2 separate regions of the Hordeum vulgare genome follow, and region 2 is linked to region 1. The links are chromatin contacts, called in public Hi-C maps. All regions are on one chromosome and are shown on one strand. Each heading gives the region's core, a stretch centred on a gene start, on an enhancer-like site or on the middle of the called end of the contact. The rest is flanking DNA. Distances are from core to core; before and after follow the strand shown.

Region 1 (5,420 bases), core at 1,620-4,119:
CTAGAAAATACTGAGCTATCAAACAGGGCCGCCTTAATTGAACACTATATGTCCATAACCTCTAAAGCATCTTCAAGGCATCATACTATTCAGCTATTCAGCGATCAATCAATAATTCTCTTCTATTTTAGAGAACGGTAACATCTGACGACTTACCGAAACCTATTAAGATTTCATCACGATGTGGATTGCTAAAGAATGATGAATCACCTTTTCCTATCCCCAATTAGTTCAACAGGAACAGTAACATCATTTAGAGAATCTCATCCTCATCTTAGTCTGAACATGAGACTGTGATACATCATGCCCACAGTCCCTTAATTAGAAGGATTGGGTGCGCTTCGCGGCGCGATTGGTGTCTGAAGTATTTTGATGCAGTTTTCTTTAATGCAGTATTTTGATGGTCTCTTTAATGCAGTTTTCTTTAATGCAGTATTTTGATGGTGTCTTTCTGGGATGTAATTTTGTGTTATTTGTGAATTAACCCAAGTGGTGACCACATGTACTATATTGGTGCTACAGTGCCACATGTTGGCATTTATTATTTGCCAGGTGATGAGAGGGTGCGAGACTGATATAATTTTATAAGCTGGTTGGTACGAATTGATTTGAGAAATAATTTACCAGTCAAAACCGTGAACCAAATTCAAAATTAACACTACTAGAATGAGAGAGCTCCTTGAGAATTTTTGGACCAAATAAAAAATTGGGAACTCAATCCAAAATCATATTGGTGCTACAGCATTGCATGTTGGCATTTATTTTTTATCAAGTGATGAGAGCCTGTGCGAGACAAATATATTTTTATAAGCTGGTTGTTGCTGATTGATTGGAGAAATCATTGAACAGTCAAAATCATGAACCAAATTTAAAATTGAACGCCTCACTTGGATGAGAGAGCTCCTTGAAAAATTATTGACCAAGTCAAAAATCATTGACCAGTCAAAATCATGAACCAAATTAAAAATCGAACATCTCACTTGGACGAGAGAGCTCCTTGAAAATTTATTGACCAAGTTAAAATTGGGAATCCAATCAAAACCATTGTCCTCAACTGAATGAGAGGCACCCCTTAGGGAGCGTAGTGATATAGTAGATATCTCTTTGTGAGACTAGGTTTGGTCATGCATAGGTACTAGGGTTATGTAACAAAGAGAATACATGAGTTATGATCATGGTATCCATGGTGCTAATGTCTTCTGAATAAGAGAGATAATATGTCGTATGTGTGTGTCTATGCATAAAAATTTAAGGAGAGAGGGGAGAAAAATGACGACGAAAGAGAAAAAGTTATTCATTCTACATGCAAGCCTTATATTTTGGAACAAGATTTCAAAAACTATAATCCTTACATTCTGAAACGAGAGAATACTGCTTTAGATCTAGCATCCTAGTCTTGTAAAGATTGTCAATACCAATCTACCAATTATAAAATGGAAAGGAACATGTTTCCCTGTTTCTGTACAGGGTCATTGGTAACTTGGGAACAAGATCAAGAAACAAACAGACTACAGTACTACACAAGCAACATACCTTCTAAATGATCCAGAAAACTATGTAACGTTAACGTCATAACTACACATGTGAGAAACAAAATTTGCAATAACAGGCAATCAAGCCATGAGAAAATCAAATGGCACATAGGTGCATACATATCAGTACAAATTAATGGTAATTACCCTTGGGAAGAGTGCCCGGCAAGAACCACACCAAGTTCCATAAAACTCTACAATAACAAGCCTGTCGCCTGCATCCCTTAGTGCATCCAAAAACTCCTGTGTGGAGTGTATGTCAAACATATTTGCACCAGCATTCTTTTCCCACCATTTTGGCTGTTCACCAGTCTCTGAACGTACTGCGGCATGGGCCTGGCACGAGAACAATGGAAAGTCCAAAGAGATCAAACACTCCAAGCACTCAGCTGCATAAATTAAGCAGTAACCCTATCCATGCCCCAAGCATGTCAATACAAGAAGCCTTTCTAGTTTCAGCACATCATAAATAACTTCAACCAAGGATGAAGTAACATAGTTTGAAGTACATTCACAACATCCAATATGGGCACATACAATTCTAGGGGAGAGGTAAGGTGATGTTGATTCTAAATGTGATTCATATGGCCCAATCAAGAAAATAGTGGCGTAAATGCCACCGGTTAAACTCATTCCAACATCACAAATTAATCTATGGCATGTAGGTGCATCTGTTTTGCTTAAATAATAACAAAATCCTCCGCGTGAATCAGCAAACTAATCAGGATACTCTATCTACTGTATCCAGAACGAAACCACAATTAAACGATCAGAAGACTTCTGCAACCCCACGTTCCCAAACCTCCAAACCCTACATGAGACTCAAACTTGCCCCATCACAACAGCGCGAAAACCCAAGGACGCATAAATCCTCTCTGAGGAAACAACAGGAGAAAAAGAGCGCGCGCGTACCATGAGCCGGCGTGGCCGCCCAGGCGGGGCGGCAGCCGCCAAGCGCGTGACCCGCGGGTCGGCGCGCGGGGCGGGTGAGAGGACCCCGTGGGAGGACGGCGACGACGAGGCGGAGGTGGAAGCGCCGAAGCGGCGGGGGAGGTGGTGGAGGAGGGCCTCGGCCATGTGCTCTGCGTCGCTGCGGGACGGGGCCAACGACTCCGGCGAGCCCGCTTAGACCGGCGCCGCAACCACCGAACTATTTGGTGTCGGAGCCGGGAGCATCCGAGGAGGCGTCACTGCAAGTTGACTGTATGCGGCACAGGCACTAGTCGGCTCCTGCCGTGTCCACCGGCCACCGCCTCCTTCCTTGGCTGCGGTGGAGGGAGGAGGGCGGGTCAGAGATTGTGGCCGTGTGGTGGAGATGGTAGCGGCTGGCTCTTTCGCGTGGATGGGGAGCTGAATGCCACACTGCCACTAATGAGTGGGGCCCGGGTGACAGACAGTAGCTTGTCCCATTCGAAATTTAGAATTTGAAAACGGCCTTGCTCGACGAAGATCTGGGTTCCAGCTGAGCATCCTGAACCGTTAGATGTAAAACGTGTGGTGCGTACAGATTGACGTGGAATTCCACACACTTTGATGTTACATTTTGCACTTACGCCCTGAACATAATCCACTTTAAAGAAACCCCCTCTAGCACTAACTTCTGTTCGCACACAAACAAATCACCGTGTACCTCGACGTTGGGGTGATAAACTGCAACTCAAGTCAAAGGAGATATACACCGAAAAACCATACAAGAAAAACCATACAACTCCATACAAGAAAGGGACTCCAAATCTCGTCCAAATCCTTCCAAAATGAACCGAACTTAGATTTAGATATATCTGAGACTCACTTTGTGCATTTTAAAATCGCACCTAAAAACATACCGAAATAAATCAAAGAAACCCAATTTTATAAATTTATGGTTATGGTTTCGATGTGGTATGAACTTTTTATACCGTTTTAAACTTTGGTTTTTATGATATACACCGAAAAACCGAATAGTTAACTGAATAAATTGAAATAAAAATATATTTATGTATCTTAAGGCGAACAACCATATAACTAGTCATTTTTTGTACAAGAGCCGGATTTCATATTAAGCACATCCATTTTTCTTGTAACCTAGTCACATTTATCTTTAAAAGAATACTAAGTATGTCCATAACCATCGAATCCATGCATGCATATACACTTGCATATAGTTATGTGCTCTTTGTGTAAAAAGGTATATGTTTTGAGTTATAAATTTGTAAATTATTATATGCCATTTTCAAATTTGCGTCAACTCTGGCTTTTATGGTATATACCAGAACCATACCAAAGTAATTGGGTATATACTGAAATTGAACCATATATTAATTTGATACCATACAAACGAAAAAACGTATAAACTGGACCATATAAACCGAACGCACAGTGATATGAGAGAACAGTACAGTTTTTGGCTTCTAGAGGCGAAATACCAACTTGGATGAAGATCCAAAATTTAACCATTTTGATGAAAAGAACTTTTGTGTTGAACTTTTTTTTTATTTGAGGTCATCTTGAAAGGGGTCTCGGATGTTTTTCTAAGGTCTGCATCAAGAAAATGGTCCCGATGTCCGAACACATAATTGCTCGGATCATATGGGTCTCATCCCAGATCATTCGGCTTTGTCCTCAACATTATATTGTCTTCCAGTATGATATCCCGGACGTTCATCCGGTCGTCAGTCGGACGATCCGGCTCCCCGCCCGGACGATCCGGCAATGTACTGCAGCAGTGCATAGTTTGGGCTCTAACTTTTGCACACGACTTTGGATTAAGACGATTTGTATAAAAAACCGTTCATTTTGACGAGATGAACAACTTCTATTTAGAACACTTTTCCACCCGAGGCCGTCTTAATTATGTTTCATGCCATTTGATAATGTGGCGTTAACACGAGCATTTCTGAAAAATATCTTAAATTTTGCATCTGATCTCCGTTTTGGACCATCTTCGTATCCACCTTGATCTTGTCAAAGAGATCCATCCAATAGTGACTTTCAATCATAAGTTTCAAGTAATCTTGACATAAATTAATCTACTTCTATGATTGTGCCACTTTTGAGCATCAACATGTGCCCCATGTTTTTCGGTAAAGCTAGCATATGCCAAAAAATAAATTGTATTTTGTTTGCTATAAGGATGATGTCAACACTCCATTGTCCATTTATATGCTTATGGAGATAGTTATATATCGACCATCTATACTCTTAGGACGATAATCATGTATTAGCCATTTGGACTAGCAACAAAAAATGTAGCTAACCAACGTATGATGATGTGGTATTACCTTTTCTTGATGCAAGAAATTATATTGCATCCATGGACCGAAATAAGACCATGGAGGGTAACCAATCATAAATAAAGATAAATTCGATGGCATCGACATCAATGGCATAACAGAAGAATGTGGATAATGTTTGGACCAAAGATTTTGATGTGCAAACCTTCGGCTTGGTTGTTCATAATTTTCACTCTTTTCCTTCTTCACCTTGGTCACACTTTTTGTAATGAAAGCTTGCGCATTATTCTTGTTTAGAGTACTTCCTTTGGGAACCCATGCCATGTTCCTTCTTTGAAGTTCTTTTGCACTTAGTTTTTGCAACTTCTTCTTTTTCCAATACGGTAAGCCGAGTGGGAACCCCAGTTATGATTTTGTTTGGAGCAATGGCAATTCTTGTTTTACCTTCTGCACTCTCAACTTCTTCTCTTCAAATTTCGCACTTGATCGACTTGCCTCATTGCCTTTAGTAGCCAATGCCAACAATTTAATTGCATATTTTTCATTTGAAATCAAATATGAAGTGTCACTCTTACGTCCATCTCTTCTAAAGCGGTAAACTTGCTTGACCACCTTGATGACCCACAAGTATAGGGGATCAATCATAGTCTTTTCGGTAAGTAAGAGTGTCGAATCC
Region 2 (5,420 bases), core at 2,010-4,509, 680 kb after region 1:
AAGGCAAGCGGTAAAGAATAATCAAATACAAGTATGTAATAAGGATTAACACAAGTAGAGAGTTAGGGTTAGGAATAACCGAAACTCCGAGAGAGACAAGGATGTATCCCGATGTTCACTTCCTTGGAGGGAAGCTACGTCACCGTTAGAGGGGCGGATGTTACCACGAAGACACACCAACGCCACGAAGGCTCACCCTATTCTCCCTTTGAGATAACTCCACGAAGGCGTTTCTCAACCACTAGTGGTAAGCCTTGAGGTGGCTTCCAAACCTTCACAAACTTTCCGGGGATATCACAATGGTTTGATTCCTCTCCGAAGACTCCTACCGCCTAGGAGTCTCCAACCTCCAAGAGTAACAAGATCACGGGGATTGCTCAAAACTTGCTCAAATCACAAATCACTTTGGTGGGAAGGAGGAGAGGGAGACGATCTATCTTTTGATTGGAACAACACTCAAAAGGACTCACAAATGCTCTTGGGATCTAGGATTTGGTGTAGAAAAGAGTGAGTGAGAGGAAAGGTGTTCTTGGGTGTATTCTAGCTGTGTTGAACACCCTTTCACGAGGTGGGAGAAGAGTATTTATAGTGTGGAGTGAAATCCAGCCGTTGGAGGTGCAATAAGTCACACAGGGTCCGGACGTCCGACACTTGCCGGAAGTTCGGGAGTCACACAGGGACAGGAGTCGGTCGTCCGAGGCCTGTAGGCACGACTAGAACTCTTCTGAATTTATCAGCGACCGGACGTCCGACAGTGGTCGGTCGTCCGAGGCCTGTAGATGCGCCTAAACTCATTTGAATTCATCAGCGTCCGGACGTCCGGAGTGGACCGGAAATCCGTGTTATACAGCACAATTTCTACTGGTGGTGGCTTCCGGATTTCCGATGGGGGTCGGACGTCCGGCGCTCGGACGTTCGGAGGGAGCCGGATTTCCGAGATATAGAGCACAAATTCTACTGGTGTAGACTTCCGGATTTCCGGAGCTTGGCCGGACGTCTGGCCCTCGGACGTCCGGAGGGAGCCGGATTTCCGAGTTATATGCCTCACAAACTCCTGGTGACGGGCTGCGGATTTCCGAAGCCAGCCGGACGTCCGGCCCTCGGACATCCACAGGGAGCCAGATGTCCGAGGCAATTGGACATGTATTGAATTAAAGACAGAGTGGATAGTATGTGGTGTTTGGTATGATAGTAGAGATGTGGTATGAGCAAGTTTATCGCAAAACCTGTGATCCCCTCTTAATAGTGCGGGACCCCTATACTCAATATGAGTAAACTCAAAAGACTACTCTACATCATCTCTTCTTAGTCCCGAGCCTTCTCGAAATATAAATCACCAATCTTTTTAGACAACCTTCGGCACATAAATATCAATCTACTTAAAGTACTTGCCATCCTGAGATACACTCAACAAATATGATTAGTTTCCTATGTATGTGTTGTCATTAACACCAAAAGACGATTAGGGGCATAGCATGCACTTTCAGGAGTGGCATGTCATCTTGAATCCTACATGATTGTATGAGTGTTTGATTGTGTGTAGGAAAAACTAGGATCCTTTCAGAGATGTTTGAGTGGATGAAAAAATTCCTATGAAATCGAGCGCAGATGAATCCTATGAAAAAATTCCTATGATTTACAATCCTATGAATCAAACAACCCACATAGGAAAACATCCTAAGGATCATAATCCTTTAAAGTTCCTTTGAGAATCCTTTGAATCAAAGAAACCTTTAGAGGACAAGCCTTGTCCTTCGTTACTGTTTGAAGAAAAGAAGACATTCCTCTTAAGGCCTCCTTTGGTTTGTACGATTTTGTAGGAATTATAGATGACAAGATTTTCAAAGTATAATTTTGTTTGGAGCCTTTTGGTTTGTATAAATGGATTCCTATTTTTATGTAGGATAAGAACCAACCATTCACATTTTAAAGGAAAAAAACCAACTAATAAGTGCCATACGTGTGGCATGAAGCAAGATGGTCCACACGCCTTTATAAACATCCATCTTGCCACATCAAATAGATAACATCAACGGAATCTTTTTAGTTTCTCGGACTTAAAAATGTTTTAGCTCTTAAATGATAAATCCAATTTGAATCAATTTTCATCATTAAATCCATCTCGACGAGATCTTCAAAACTAGTTCTCATATTGATATGTTTCAACGATATTTTTGGGCAAAAAGTTGCCATGATGTTTACACTGAATTTGCCATAGCGTTTACACTAAAGTTGCCATGACATGTTTCATCTAGTTTCTTCTTCTAGATTTTAAGCTACCATTGTATTTCAACTACTTTTTACGACCATTTTTATTAATTGACCATGAATTTTTTTATTAATTAACCACGACAAATTTAATTCATGAATCATGACAATTTTTAGTAATTCATCATGGCAAATTTAGTTTATAGATCATGGCAATTTTAGTATTTTGACTATGTCAATTATAGTATTTTAGTCATGAAAATTATTTTTTGCATGGACCATGAATTTTTTAATGCATATATCATGACAAATTTAAGAAATTCACCATGACAATTTTATTTTATGGTTCATGATAAATTTGAATCATTGACCATGCATTTTTAAAATAATTGATGACAAATTTCTTTTGAATTATGAACCATGTCAAAATTATTTCATGGATCATGACAAATTTTAGTAATTCATCATGACAAGTTTTGTTTCTTAATTCCCTTTTCTATGATATGTCAACTTTTTTTACTTTGAATGTAGAAGAAAAGTAGTTGAAACATATCATGGCAACTTTAGTGTAAACATCATGCAATTTATGTACAATACATACTACAACTTTTATTCAAAAAAATCATCAAAACATATTGATATGAGATCTAGTTTCGAAGATCTTGTCGTGACGGATTTAATAAAAACGAATTTTCAATCAGATTTTTCATTTAAGAGATAAACCATTTTAAAAAACTAGAAAACCCCAAAAAATTCTCACATACATGTATGCGGTGACGTGGCAATCTGTTGATGCAGAAACGTTCGACCGTTCCTCTTTAGCCCACACCTTTAGCCCACACGTGTGCATTTATCAGGGTCAAAAAATATATTATAGAAATTAAGATGCATGGCATGTCACTTCCTATGATTTTATTATTTTTTGACACTCCTCCATTTTCCCTCTTAGGAGCTCTCCCTCACTGACTATGTGGTCCCACCACTTCCCACCGTGTGAAACCTCGGTGTCCGCGCATAAAGAAAAGGAGAGCTTCCGCCACCACGCAGCTCCACTCCACTGTCTCCATTCCGCTCCGCCACTCCCACCCCCCCCCCCCCCCCCCCAAAACCCTCGCCGGCCTCCCCAAATCACACTCCCCTTCTCCCCAAACCCTCAGACCTAGGGTTCCTTCTGGCGAGCCCCCGCGCTAATGTCGAGCGGCGGCGACGATTACAAGCGCGAGGAGTCGGTGGCGCTCATTGTCATCGTCTCCCTCGCTGCGCTCTCGCTCCTCTCTCTCATCGCCGCCTTTGCCTACTACTGCTACATCACCCGCAAGGTCTCCCGCCGCCTCAACTCGCACCCACTCCCCAAGCGCTCCTCCTCGCCTCCCCCACTGCCCCTGCCGGCTGCCGTGATCCCGCCGCAGGGGAAGGAGAGCCCGTCCAGCAACTCCGCCAGCGACGGGGCCGCGGCTGGGGCGCTGGTGGTCGGCATCGACAGGGGCGTGCAGGTGTTTGGCTACAGGCAACTGCACGCGGCGACGGGCGGCTTCGGCCGGGCGCATATGGTGGGGCAGGGGAGCTTCGGGGCCGTCTACCGCGGGCTGCTCCCCGATGGGAGGAAGGTCGCGGTCAAGCTCATGGACCGCCCCGGGAAGCAGGGCGAGGAGGAGTTTGAGATGGAGGTGAGCTGGTCTGGGCCGTGACGTTGTAGTGGTACGAATTGTGCATTTCGAGTACATAATGCTAATGGTAAATGCTGGTTCTTCAAGTGGCCATTCTACCACGGCCAAGTTTGTCCCGTTTGAATGGAGAAATCACGGTGTTTGCTGAGCGGAAATGGGGTCGCTGTGGGGTTTGTTTTGGCTTGCCCTTTGTGAAAAGAAAAATTGTGAATCATATGGTGGTGAAGGACAGATGTTTTTTAGTTCAGCTAGATTGTTAGGAGATTTTGGGTGTCATTTTTCTGGATGCTTTCAGGCTTTCAGCTATTTGTTGGTTTCTTAGTTGTCTTGGCTTCAAACCAGATTTTGTTTATTGAATCAAACCAAATATATGAGGAGCTTAGTCACGAAGGCTTGAATGTTTGTAGTCTTGACTATATGGCAGGTTGTAATATTCTGAATTTTAGCTAGGGGTTGGTGCTATTTGGCTTACTAAATCCTTATCAACTAATTAGGTGTGTGGCTGGTAAATTTAGAAATTTGTTGATGTTTATTCGGATGTGATCTTTATGTAGGTTGAGCTGTTGAGTCGGCTTCGATCATCTTATTTGTTGGGCTTGATTGGCCATTGCTCAGAGGGTGGACACCGCCTACTGGTGTATGAGTTCATGGCCAATGGGTGTCTCCAGGAGCATCTTTACCCAAATGGAGGTATGACCATCTTTATTACATCAAATATATATGTGCTTGTCCATTTGATGTGCACAGATCATGAAAGGTGTTTGACTTTGTTACTTAAGTCCCACAACATTGAAACATCAGAACATGTATCTTATTTGGGCGGGATCTATATCCCTAGTGTTAGTTTGCATTTTTTTTCCCAGAGCACACATGAGAATTGTGTGTCAATTCATTAAGAGAGAAAAGAGAGTTTAGCTGTTACAACCTGGGTGCCCGTGGGCGAGCCCGGCACCCACAACCTGGGTGCTATTTAGAGAAAAATATATTTAATGCAGTTTGCTGATGTGGTAGTCAACAGGTTTGGATAAGTTGTCCAGGTTGTTCGCCACATGGCATCTGAGTCAGCATGAAACCACCTGAGTCGGGACCGATGTTGTAGAGTTGATGGATTTCATCGTTAGGGATTAAAAATAAACGATATAGGAGTTTAGGGTTGTAAAGTGAGCTTTGGTAAGGGTTGATTGTTGTAAAGTACTCCCTCCGATCCTTGTTAGTCTGCATATAAGTTTTGTTCGAAGTCAAAGTATTGTTACTTTGACCAAATTTATAGAAAAAAGTATCAACATTCACAATACCAAATCAATATTGTTAGATTCATTATGAAATGTAGTTTCATAGTATATATATTTTGTACTGCACATGTTGATAGTTTTTAATATACATTTGGTCAAGGTTTGTAAAGTTTGATTTGAGATAAATCTAATATGCGGAGTAAAAAGGACCGGAGGGAGTAGAATTTTTTCTATTTATTGAGGTTATGGTAATGCTCAATTGCTTTTTCAGTATCATTGTTATCGTTTGATGTTTGAATGTGTGGTAGAGATC

The links. A called contact is a pair of places that touch in the nucleus more often than the background predicts.
Region 2: a contact with region 1 is called in a Hi-C map of leaf, with 4 times the contacts expected there. The contact joins the promoter of LOC123427490 here to the promoter of LOC123427475 in region 1. A contact is called at or near these places in 2 of 6 Hi-C or Micro-C datasets (leaf and seedling).

What each region holds. Positions count from the first base shown.
Region 1 is chr1H:149,061,652-149,067,071 of MorexV3_pseudomolecules_assembly, forward strand. It overlaps LOC123427475 (thioredoxin-like 2, chloroplastic), which reads right to left and starts at 2,870. Exons shown (of 4, transcript XM_045111532.1): 1 at 2,445-2,870; 2 at 1,680-1,868. The coding sequence starts at 2,609.
Region 2 is chr1H:149,740,406-149,745,825 of MorexV3_pseudomolecules_assembly, forward strand. LOC123427490 (probable serine/threonine-protein kinase PBL7) reads left to right here and starts at 3,260. Exons shown (of 5, transcript XM_045111565.1): 1 at 3,260-3,875; 2 at 4,430-4,565. The coding sequence starts at 3,399.